Linked DNA regions of Mus musculus: all the other regions are linked to region 3. A link is a contact called in public Hi-C and promoter capture Hi-C data. All regions are on one chromosome and are shown on one strand. Each heading gives the region's core, a stretch centred on a gene start, on an enhancer-like site or on the middle of the called end of the contact. The rest is flanking DNA. Distances are from core to core; before and after follow the strand shown. Region 1 has its middle 180 kb from the start of Gm35430. Region 2 holds the start of D030045P18Rik (RIKEN cDNA D030045P18 gene). Region 3 holds the start of Grik2 (glutamate receptor, ionotropic, kainate 2 (beta 2)).

What was found. Promoter capture Hi-C pulls out the DNA fragments that hold promoters and counts their contacts. A called contact is a pair of places that touch in the nucleus more often than the background predicts.
Region 1: a contact with region 3 is called in a Hi-C map of cortical neurons, with 6 times the contacts expected there. The contact joins the enhancer-like site here to the promoter of Grik2 in region 3. A contact is called at or near these places in 5 of 39 promoter capture datasets (cranial neural crest, frontonasal cranial neural crest, hippocampal neurons and 2 more), 9 of 484 Hi-C or Micro-C datasets (cerebellar granule neurons, cerebral cortex, cortical neurons and 3 more) and 4 of 115 datasets of contacts at active chromatin or transcription factors (astrocytes, embryonic forebrain, forebrain and 1 more).
Region 2: a contact with region 3 is called in a promoter capture Hi-C map of hippocampal neurons, with 2.9 times the contacts expected there. The contact joins the promoter of D030045P18Rik here to the promoter of Grik2 in region 3. A contact is called at or near these places in 2 of 39 promoter capture datasets (cranial neural crest and hippocampal neurons).

The regions. Positions count from the first base shown.
Region 1 is chr10:46,044,130-46,048,222 of GRCm38.p6, reverse strand. No RefSeq gene overlaps it. Among named protein-coding and RNA genes, the nearest start is that of Gm35430, 180 kb to the left of the region's middle. Within about 2 kb of position 2,307, at least 21 of the 459 cell types and tissues checked have an H3K27ac peak or open chromatin away from gene starts, as enhancers often do. A contact at or near this core is called in cerebral cortex, cortical neurons and neural progenitor cells, where this site is marked.
Region 2 is chr10:45,805,526-45,809,302 of GRCm38.p6, reverse strand. D030045P18Rik (RIKEN cDNA D030045P18 gene) reads right to left here and starts at 1,599. Exons shown (of 3, transcript NR_040624.1): 1 at 1,347-1,599.
Region 3 is chr10:49,787,112-49,790,921 of GRCm38.p6, reverse strand. Grik2 (glutamate receptor, ionotropic, kainate 2 (beta 2)) reads left to right here and starts at 2,168. Exons shown (of 17, transcript NM_001111268.3): 1 at 2,168-2,294.

The DNA.
Region 1 (4,093 bases), core at 1,058-3,557, 3.7 Mb after region 3:
TAATCGGTTGCTCGAGCAGCCTTCTCCATGTTCCCTCCCCAGCACACACTCCAGGTCAAGTGGTGGATCATTTCTTTCTGAAAACTGCCTAGAAGGTGTGCCCTTTCTTTGTATTACATCTCCTCGGCACTATAAAATAAACTGTCTATGGAGTGTTTTAATTTGCTATCGTCTTTGGGAAATCATGCTAATAAGACATTTAGTGAAAAGAGTGGCCTCCCAGTAAGTAGCAATAATCTTTTATGAGTGCTGCTGTGAACACCACGAACAAATACGTTGACCTTGAAAGTTCCAGTCTTCCCGTGAGAGCAAGAACAATGACACAAATATTCATTTAGATGAATGCTTACCACGCTTGGCCTTATCATTTCCAGCTACCCACATTTCAATTTTCCTAGTTATGCTCAGAAACTATGGCTTGTGATGGAAAGCAAGAGAAGGATACTGTTGCCATGGCAGCAAAAACATTTTTTTCCTCCCTCAAAAATAGTATGTCAGAGATCAGTAAGAAAAAAATGCTAACTGCACTTGCAGAGAAAATTAAATTTAAATACAAATTCTTACAGTTTTATCAAGGGCTATTTATGTTGGGTTGGTTTTTTTTTTCTGTCTTAATGTACAAAGATGTGTAACAATGGACTTGCTAGTTAAAATACAAGTTGCTTTTCCTTGCTTTGAGCAGATTAACCAACGTGCAGAATCCAGCCTTTAAAAATCTCAAATGGAATGGTGAGGATTTGCGAATTGTTTGAAATGATACTCAAAGAAGGATTTTCAAAAGCCACTCAGCTTCACAGCTAATTTTAAAACAACAAAGAAGCAAATACTATAATGACAAACACAAAAAGCAGCCAGTGTCATCCTTTTGAATTCCTTTGCTTGTCATTCAGCCAAGATATTACCCTTTTCCAAACTGGCTGAGTAACAACGCATGCTAATGTACCAACCTGGGCTGCTTATGTCCTCTACTGCATTCCATTTTGGTGATATCACATTTGCAGCTGCAACAGTGGCTTCTTGCAAGATAAAGACCCTAAAATTTTCCAGCGATCAGTGAGCTGTTTACATTTCCTAAGGAGAGAGTACAGCTCCAATGTTGCTGTCTTAAAGCTGGGTATTGCTTTCCCGCCAAATTCAGTGATTGCGCTCTGTTAGAATTAGTTGGCTCTGCAGCTCTTGCTGCAGTCCCTGTTTGTGCTGTTCCCATCCTTGGTGTGTTTTCTCTTTTATGTACTAAGATGAATGTTGGTATCAGGGCCTGCGAGGAGCGAGTGATCTTTCTACTGCATATTCCGAAGCATGTTGATACCTCTTGTTTCTATTCGGTGACAGAAATGGAATTCAAATCTCTCTCTCTCTCTCTCTCTCTCTCTCTCTCTCTCTCTCTCTCTCTCTCCTCTCACACACATACACACACACAAATGCCCTTGAGAAAATCAGTGCAGTATATGTTCTCATGTTCTGGTTACCTATAAATTGTTAATTGTTGTATGCAAATGTACTAAAGGCAGTTTTAATTACATGGCTTATTCTGCCTATGTTCAATTTATCACTGAGTTTCTGAGATTTATTTAGAAGCAAATCAATTCCCAGTCTGTATCCTGAGGCCAGTTGATTCCATGCAGCATGTCTACCAAATAAATATCCTCTACTGAACAAAGATTGAACAAACTGGCTACTGTATTAGAGGGACCAATTATACTACTCTTTCCTGGGAGAAATAAAAAGTGTGGTCATTATAGCTCAGTTTGGCTGTGGGGTAGGTTTTCTGTCTGGTCAATGTTTCCCTTAGAATCAACACAGGGGACTCACAATCTTTTCCTTTGTGATTATAATCAAATAGATTTCAAAATGTTCTTTGGAAAATAGGCTTATTGGGTCTCTCTCAAAGCAGGACTCCTCAGTACTCAAGAAAAAAACCCACAGTCATATTTTGGTTCTCTGGGGAATAGCCACCATAAAAGGTGTTTTCCTCAAGCTAGAGTCAGTGAGGTGAAATGAAGGTGGTAGTTTGCTGTAGCAGGGAGCTTCCCAAGATAGTGCTATCAGACTTTGCCTAAAAGTGGCATGGACTGTCTCAAAAGATCACTCTGTCTTTCTACAACCATTTCCTGCTTTCTCTTTACTGTTATGATGTATAAAATTGTTGTGGGTAATTGTACTTTGGAGTGTGATTCAAAGTTTGTGTTTCAGCCAGGGCCTAAAAGCAGCTTCAGCTAGCCAGCTTTGGCCCCCTCTGCAGATGTCATCCATCAGCATGCCAATAGTGGTGCAGCATGAGAAAAGCTGGCAGCACCGCCCTTGGTCTGTGGCCGAGCCCCACTATTCACCCCGAGGACATTTAATGTCTCACGGAGCCTTAAAGAATAGATTTGACTAAACTGGGTGCTAGTTGCTAAGATACCTAAAATAGGAACAATTATTTCTGTTGGACTTCAAGGGAACGAAAATAAATGAACAAGAATGAAAAGTGCCCAGAAAATTAGTCATGCAGAAAATAATTATACAATGTTCTCTGAAACCAAAGGGCTATGTATTATCACAAGGAACAACTTGCAGGATCTCACCATCACCACGCTGTCCCTGCTTCTGTATTCAGCTATGAAAGTGACAAATCAATCTTACTTTGAAAATAATCACTTTCTAATTACCCTGAGTGACACAAATCTGTGTAGATTGCACCACATCTCAGGGCTAAGAGGATTCAAATGTTCAATCACAATCCCCAATCCCTTCCAAACTTTATCTCAGTGTTGCGTTGTGGGGAACCTGTAACAAAGATGGGACCCAAGCTGATCAGTCAGGATCCAGGTAGAAACAAACGAGAAACTCAATAGATAAAATGTGACCATCTCTGATCCAGCTTTGAGAATGTCTAACTACTGTAACCCCCAAGTCTAGATGCATTTAATACATGGGAAAACACTGACCAGTGGAGTCACATTAAGTTACTCTTATCAAGCCATGGTTTACAGCCAATTCTAAGTACATACTCACATGACCCCTCTCCACCCATACCCCTTAGACAATCCTAGCTCCCCATCCTGCTCTTCTATTTGTTTCCTTTACAACCCACATTCTCATGTTTCTTTTCTTGTGCTCCAACTCACACAGGATATCCTTGTACCCAGAATTTGTCTTTCCCAACGTAACCTGATACACTCTTATTTATCAAGGTTTACCTCAACTGTGGCTTCCTATCTATAAGCCTTCGACTTTCCTGGTTACCCTTATGTCCAGTTTAGGATGTGGGTGTTGTTTGTTGTGTTTTTGCTTTGTTTGCTTTTGTTTTAAAATATGATCTGGCTGTGTTGCCCAGGCTAGACTCAGGTACCTGTAACCCCAGATCAGCCTCCCACATAGTTAAAATGAGAGGTCTATAATGTCATGTTTATATACTTCTCATACCTCATTTGTCAGTTTTGGTTACATATAACCTATTGTTCTTTGTCTCATGAGCTTCAAGGACCTTTTTTACTCACCTGCATACCCCACAGGACAAGTCTTGTACCTGGGTTGTTGCAACTAAGATAAATTGAAAGATCTTTCTAGAAATTCAGATAGCTCTAAAACAGAAAGTAACACCAGAGCATTGCCCCATGGATTTTGAAGTTTTTGCAGTAGAAATAAAAGTATTATTTCTTTTCTATGTTATTGATGTCCAATTTTAGAAGGTCTATTTAAGCAGTAACTATATTCCCTCCTTTTTAATTTAAAAATATGTGCTCAGTAGAAATTTTGCAAGTAGCCACTATTCATTTGTCTCCTTATCCAGCCTTTAAAAAAATTCAAGGTTCTAAATACCTTCGTGTCATTTATCTGTTGTCTAGAAGTAGAGTAGTCCATATATAGAACTTTCTAGGGGCCTGGAGTTTCAAAGAATACTCAGGTTAGCTGAGCTTCCTTCACAGATGATGGGCTTCATATGGAACAGAATATATAGATGCTTTCAAGGATCTGGTGACTGCACCCCCAGTCTTGAGAAGTCTTTCCAGCCCTTCACTTGAAGTCTTTATTCAGAAGTTTTATCACAGACTGCCTGCGATGTCAAGACTTTACATCACTGTTACAAAATATCTAGGCAGATTCAAAG
Region 2 (3,777 bases), core at 350-2,849, 4.0 Mb after region 3:
TATAGGGATGGCTCTGCAGTGAAGACCACTGAGGGCAGGACCATTGAGTTCCTAACAACTACGTGGCAGCACACAGTAACTCCAGTTCCAAGGGATCTGACACCCTCTTCTGGCCCCCTCAGATGCCAGGGGCATGCACAAGGTGCACATATGTTCATGCAGGCGAAACATACACCAACAAAACAAAAGCAAATAAATATTTTAAATGGTGATAGGCATGGAGAGACATGGACTTTGAGAGCAAGGGTACATTGTCACTCAAAACCCATCTGACACTGCCATTAATAACATAGCAAGACCTGAAACTTGGCCTAGAATTCTTCTCACTATAACATGCTATCAATAATATATTGATATATATAGCTTTCTGAAATAACAATCTACATGCAAAATGCCTTTCATATAATACTCTCAAAGGTCAGTTGCTGTTATTTCTGCTTTAACTGAAGAAACTATGGCAATGAGCCGTGCATGAACAGAAAACATCTCCACTTGGTCATCCTTGAAAAATGTGGTGTTAAAGTTTCCACTCACATTTTCGAGCTAAGCTATATGCCTGTACAGGAAATACAAATTATTAATAGCAGTTCCAGTATCTTATAAATGCAGAAAGTAATAAATATAAAAATGTTAAGTACACAGAGTCGATGATAGAGAGGATTTGTTTATTTGCACGATTTATGAAATTGTGACCTTGAAACTCTCATGCAAAAAAAAAAGCCATTAATCCCAATTTGTAAAGTACATGGGACCCACAGCAGGAGTGGTAATGTGGATAAAAGGCAATGTAAGAAGGCATAGACTGTCTTTTATAGCACATTTGTCAGCTTCCTTCCCATTAAGCCTGTTTTAAAAGGTGAGGTATATTTCTGACCCTAAAAAGTTAAAATTACTCACCCCAATCAATCTGGTATTGTACATTGAGATATACTGCCTTCTTCCACAAGTACTAAAAAATTTTATAAACCCTGAGGTAACCAGAGATGAATTTCTTAATAAAAATTCAATTTGTAAGGTTTCAATATTATTTACTTCTTGATTATAATTTGTGAGCCTTGCCCAATACAGCCACATAACTCCCTCCTCTGGCAGTGGAAGTTAAATTGATTGGGCCTGTTCACTAAATAACACATGAGCTGAACCATTTTTTTTTCTTCTCAAGTCTCTCATACTGCCTTGCTATTTACTTTCTGTCAAAATAATCCTTGCATGTCAGCCACCAGGCAAAACATAGACATCTATCTAAGAATTTTCCTCTCAGTTTAGTAAATGACTTTATATTGGAAAGTCTTTCTGCTCACGCAAAATTCACATAGAAGGGGAAAAAAAAGGTAACTCTGACATACCTGTTTCACCATTGTGGGAGGAAAAAATGCTGACACTGATCCTTGCTTCTCCCTCAGACCAAGGAATACGGCTTTATTTTGCACTTCCGGTGCTATTCATTCTCAATAGTAATCACCAGAGACTTAATTACACCTTCGTGTATGCCGGAGCAGAGGCATACAGTGTTAGTCCACAGGGTACTTGTGGGAGGGGCACATGGAGGCCCTGGAACTTTCCATTCTGCCTAGTTTCCTGGAATTCTGGCAGGACAACGGAAGTCCGCATGGATGCTGCACTGTTGGATGCTGGGAGCCTAAGAAGAAATCCCATTGTGTCCTCCCACAACCTTATCAGTTCAAGACAGAAATCCTCAGGCAGAGTCCGTTTCTCCAGCGAGGGACATTGCTTGGACTGAGAAGCCAGGCCACATGCGGGTCTGTAGTAGAATTGAAGCAAACTGTGCCCCTTGAACGACCTGTCTGACCAACTGTTAATCATTATCCAAACCTCAACAGAGGGGGGGAAATAACAATAAAGACCCTCAACTCTCACTGCACACGGTGGGATAAACGCAGGCAGCACCCAAGAGCCCAATAACACGGAGAGAGCAAAGCTGAAACTGGTATTTAATCTCTGGGGAGAGGAAAGAGGGCATAGAAAAGAGAGAACTCTAATTGAAACCGCACAGAAGCCCCCAGTCAGTGCTTCACGCTGACAGTCTCGAAGCCTGTGTGGAAATTGGCTTCACAGTCTTTGTTTCCTCTGGGCCACATGCTGCGAATCTGGTTACAATCATAGCTGTTATTAATCAGAACCGGGCTTGGGTTGCTGGCAAGTAAGTGGTACCAGGATGTAAGCTTTTATGTGCAGATACACAGGCTCCATTGACTTTGCCCTCAAATTCCCACATACTGCTCATCAATATGTACAGAATGCTCTCCAGAGCGGAACATCCAAGGCACGGGAAAGGCCAGGGAGACTGACCAGAGAAAGAAATTAGGAACGACAGATGTTTGACTTCTGCAAGGTCAGAGAGGCCGGTAAATAAGGTCCAGAAGCAGAGAGCCAAGGCTAGGGAGGTCTTGCCCATCAAACCTCGGCTCCAAAAGCACTGCAAAGTCACGTCCTGAGAGAAGATCAACAGCGCCTGAAGCAAGCAACTCTGGTGTCAGCCCAGAGCTCAGGTTCAAACACCTGGCTGAGAAGCCTCTGGCAAGAGATGACAAGTGTGGCTAAGTGGCAGACCATGTGCTCAGCATGCACAAGGCTCTGGAGTCAACTCCCAACACCAAATAAACAAACAGATAAATAAAAAGTTGGCAGAAAAGCCAAGCACTTGCTGGGGATTGGTGATTTACATAAAGGAGAGCAGCTTGGGAGTGGCTGACATATAAATTACATCTTTCTACAAATTCCCTGACTTCCTCCTCACCCCAACACCTACTAGTTGGCACAGCAGCATCTACACTCATTCTGGCTCTACCATATTCCCAGATCACTGGCTAGAGTGCTCACTTGCCTTTTTTCCTGGGTAGTTTCAGGTTCATTCTTACACATCAAACCAATATGGCTTCTTCAGTATGTGTCATGGCCAATTCCCCAACTGGGAGGAACCCCAGGTACGGACAAAACAGAGAATGGGAAAACCCCTCTATACATTTCTTATTAATACTTGTTTTTCTTGTAACACTCACATACACAAGATTACACAGGTGCATACCGGATGCACACAGAGACTCATACACCATAATTCGATGCTACCTGGAGAAACTAGTCATTAAAACATTCACCAGTGAATTGATTCTGTCTAGCCCACGCTGCTCAAAAACCTGCATTCCCTCCTCTCTCTTGTCGCAAGTTTGGCATATCCCCACCCAACCCCCACCCCCACCCGCTCTCCCCCCCCCCATCCCCCAACACACACACACACACTGCAGCTAAGGAGCACCACTCGTCACCTAGTGGCTGAAGGCACCATAAATTTATTCTTACATTCCTGGAGATGAGAAGTCTAAAGTAAATCTTAGGGGGCAAGATGTGTATTTTTGTCAAGCTCGTTCCCTCTGGAAGTTCAGAAGAGAACTTGTCCCTGCCAATTTTCATTTCCAGGGCCAGCGGGCTTTCCTTGGCTCATGGTTTCATGAGCCCAACCTCCTCTTCCAGTATGGCACCAGCTATACCCACCCTCATCTCCTGTCTTTCTTAAGGACCTCTGTGGTTGCATCAGATCCACCGGAATAGCCCAGAATAAGGTCTTTAAGATCTCAATATTCCTCTGGAAGCTCTCAGAGACTGAGCCGCCAACCCAAGAACGCACACGGGCTTGAACCAGACCCCCAACACCTATGTAGCAGAGGTGCAGCTCAGTCTCCATGTGGGCCCCCACCAACTGGAGGGGAGGCTCTCAATAAAGCTATAGCCTGACTACGGTATCCGTTCCCCAATAGAGCT
Region 3 (3,810 bases), core at 919-3,418:
TCCATAACTAGATCCTTAAGACAAACATACACTAAAAGAGATTTTCCTTAAGCTTTCTCTCCCCAGATACAATATGGGCCAGAGTCCAGCAGCAGGGGAAGGTTGATCCTGGCATCTTAAAGCACAATAAGTAAGACCTTCCCTGCGCCACACTCTCAGAATCACCATAAAGCAGCTGGATGCCGTCACCTAGGGATTTCCATGGCATCTACTGGCAGGTGTTTTGTCTCTCTCGCTGAAAAGGGGTGTGTGATATTAAGATGACATGGAGAGTGTCCTTGGCTAGTAGACAAGTTGTCTTCATTACTCTCATCAGGCAATAAGGCTGAATAGAGCAATTTTTCCTGAGCCTGGCCAGAACTGCACTGTTCTTGGAGGGCCTATTAGGCTGCAGGTCACAGCAGCTGGAGCCCAGGCGCCTGGAGCTGGTCACGCGTCTGTGCTGTCCCGTCCAGGATGCACAATACAGTCATTGACTATTTATTCTCTTCGTACAACAAGGCCGCTGTTGCCTTAATTACAGGAACCTTCTAGCCATTCCTGAGATCTATAAACCACAAACGGACACTCCATGCCACTAACTCATCTCTTCTTAACTTAAGCCCATGTCTCCCAGAGACAGCTAAGCACAGTAAATGTGTGGTGTATGTGTGATACGGTGTAGAGAGCCTAGGATGGTGAACAACGTAGTAAATAGTGAGGATTTGGCTAGGACTGAGTCAGATGTTAGCCCAGAATGTGTGGCATACCGAGACAGGTTCAGGAAAGTTTTTACTCTTCTGGGATAGCAATGGCTGCAGGTAAAACAAAACAAACAAACAAACAAAATACAGCAAAAGAACAAACGCTTCTCTGCGGCCTGTTGGTCTGCTGTAGGGTGAACAGGAGCCTCTGCTTCCAGCCCTTCAGAATTAGACTGGAGTGCTCCTGGGACTGCAGTTGCCTCTAGGCTCCACTGAGCTTAGGAATTCCACCTGGCCTGCTTCCTATTACAATCCCTTTGAAATTTGTCTCCTGGGCTGGTCTGCCAAGCCTGTTCAAGCTTGGCCTCTCTTAAACCTCCTCGAGAATAGTAGCTCACCAATGTACTCTGGGGGGAACTGCTAAGTCTCCACTCTAGTTAATATTGCAGGGCTGAGGATAAAGTAGCAAAGGTATTGAATACATGTTGACTTTTCTGACCCAGAGGAGAGCAAATCCGGGATTGTTTGCAGAAGCTAATCGCTCCTCCAGAGAAGCCTGAGGAGTCTGGTGTGCTCTCTGCCTCCTGTCCCCACCCCTGACTCCAGGAAGCAACCCTTGGGAAGACCCTAGGACTTAGGCACCCTCCTCCTCCCACTTCTCCTTAAAAACATCTTTCAATATCTCATATTTAAGTACTTCTATATGCTCATTTTCCCAACCATGACAGCTAGGACTCCAGGTTCTGTGCTTGCCAGGCCTCAAATTCCCTCAGAGTTCAGGGACCTAGCTTGAAGAACAAAATCAGATATAAAGGGGCTAGACCTGTGCTGAGATTTCCTGCCAGCTTCTTGATGTTGAAAGTCCATTTCTTTTGCTACTGGACACCAGGAGAGACCAAAACCCATCTAGCTTGAGAAGCAGGATAGAAGTAGAAGATGCAGAAACCAAGATGATCCTCACCAACCTGAATGGGAAATGCAGTAGTTGAACCAAAAGGGTCACTTTGGAGACAACCAGCTGCTCCCCAGATGCTGGCAACATAGAAGTCTCGTTGCCATGGTTTCAGGAGCAGCAAAAAAGCAGCCACCCAGAAGCAGAAGCTATGAGTCCTTATACTCAGTGTAGCTTCTCAGAGCAGGCAAAATCAATCCTTGTCCCTTTTGCCTTACCCACTGTCATTCAGAGCATCTCTGTCCCTGTTCCCCTATGCCTGGATGTGGATGTGCTTGCTTGCAGGAGACGAAATCAGGGCCGAGGGTTCCGGAAGCACTAGGTGGTCAGTACCCGGAATTCTCTCCCTGGAGTTCTTGAAATAAAGAGTGCACCGTGCTCTTGGGTGGGCCTGGGTGCCCTGGAGCTAGTAACAGCAGCGGGGAAAGAAGCGCGGCGCCTTTAAAGCAAGAGGAGAGGAACCCCCGCCAGGAGGCGTGTCTGTCTCCAGCGCCACCGCTGCGGCTCCGCGGTCTCGGTCTCCGCCGCCGTCACTTGCGCTCTCGCTGGCGGCTGCGTGGCCGAGGCTGGGAGCCCGGGACTTCCCGCTGAACCGCCTCCTGCCGCAGCTCTGAGAGGACTACCCCAGTCCCTACCCTCCCTCTTCACCCTAGCCGCAGGTAAGCACTCGCCAGCGGTGGACCCTCCCTGGAGCTCAATCCCAGGGCGTTCGCTGTGGGTCCGGAGGCACTGCGGACCCGCGAGGAGCACTAGCCGCGGACAGGAAAGGAAGAGGGGAACCGCTGCCCGGCTGAGTTCGTGCGCTCCAGGCACCTGCTGGATGCAGCCGCTTGGAGGGCTTTGTCTCACTTGCTGCAGCCAGTGCCCCGCAAGGATGAAAGTGGCTCATTTGGCTCCTGGCTGGTGTTCTCCACGTAAAATATTTGAATAAGTCGATCTGTCAGATGTGTACTCAGCTACCGGGACTCAACGCTCAAGGCGAAGAGACGCAGGAAAGCTGTGTATCTTTGTGCCATAACAACTCCTCATCCCTCTTTCGTCCACCAGTCCCACTATCTCCCTGATTCATAACTCTGGGGTGAGAAAGTTGAGATTATTTTAATACTGAGGACAGTATTAAAAGCTTCAGGAAGAAAAAAAAAAAAAAACTCTCAGGGCATCCCACAGGGGTAAGGACTAACTGCATCACTGAGGTGGATCATAAAGATTCAGAACTTTTAACCAACCACATTTCCTCATATTTTTATCTTCTGGAGTATTGGAAGGGTGTGTGTGTGTGTGTGTGTGTGTGTGTGTGTGTGTGTAGCAGTAGTAGCAGAGAGAGAGAGAGAGAGAGAGAGAGAGAGAGAGAGAGAGAGAGAGAGAGAGAATCAAACAGGACTAATGCTTCTAAGATGATTTTGGATTTGGGGGTTGGAGGATATTAGAAACTACCCTCTGGTAACGAAACGAACAGATTACCGTTTAACATTTCTTCATCTTCATACTGTAAGTATCTCTCATCAAAATTACCTTATGGATTAATTTTTTTCATCTCACAAGAATATGACTAATTCATTTAAATAAGTCTGCAGTTTACTTGCTGGAAGATGTGCAATTGCGTTTTAATTTGGTCTTGTTTTACTTCCTTACTTTATAACTTTGCAGAATAGACTCCTGCAATAATCAAGTAAGCTTATGAACTCTCAATGTCCTTAGAAACTTAGGCGTTAAAGAATTGAAATGCACAGGGGAAGAAAAGACAGAAAATGACTAAATAGTAAAACATCTATTTTTTTTTAAATTTAAATCCACTGAAGATTGCACATGCTGAATTTTTTAAAAGGAGCTTTACCGACACAAATCTCTTTGGTTCAATTTCTTAATTAAGATACATTTTTAGCATCTAAATAGTAATTAAAATTAAAAATATCATTAGCCACCAACGTAGCAGAATGTTAATACCACAGTTGGTAATGTGTTTAGAATCCCAAGGAATAACAGAAATCATGGATGCGTATGCAACAGTGTGGTTTCAACTGATCTCTGTCTTGGACTTCATTCTGTTTCCCCTTTAATGTCATGATTGAGTAGGCTGTTTTTTTAGCTAAGCTTCAACACAATAGGCCACTTGCATGGAATAACACCTTAGGTGTTACTATACAGTGAGGTTTCTTAAATGTCCCATAACAGCAG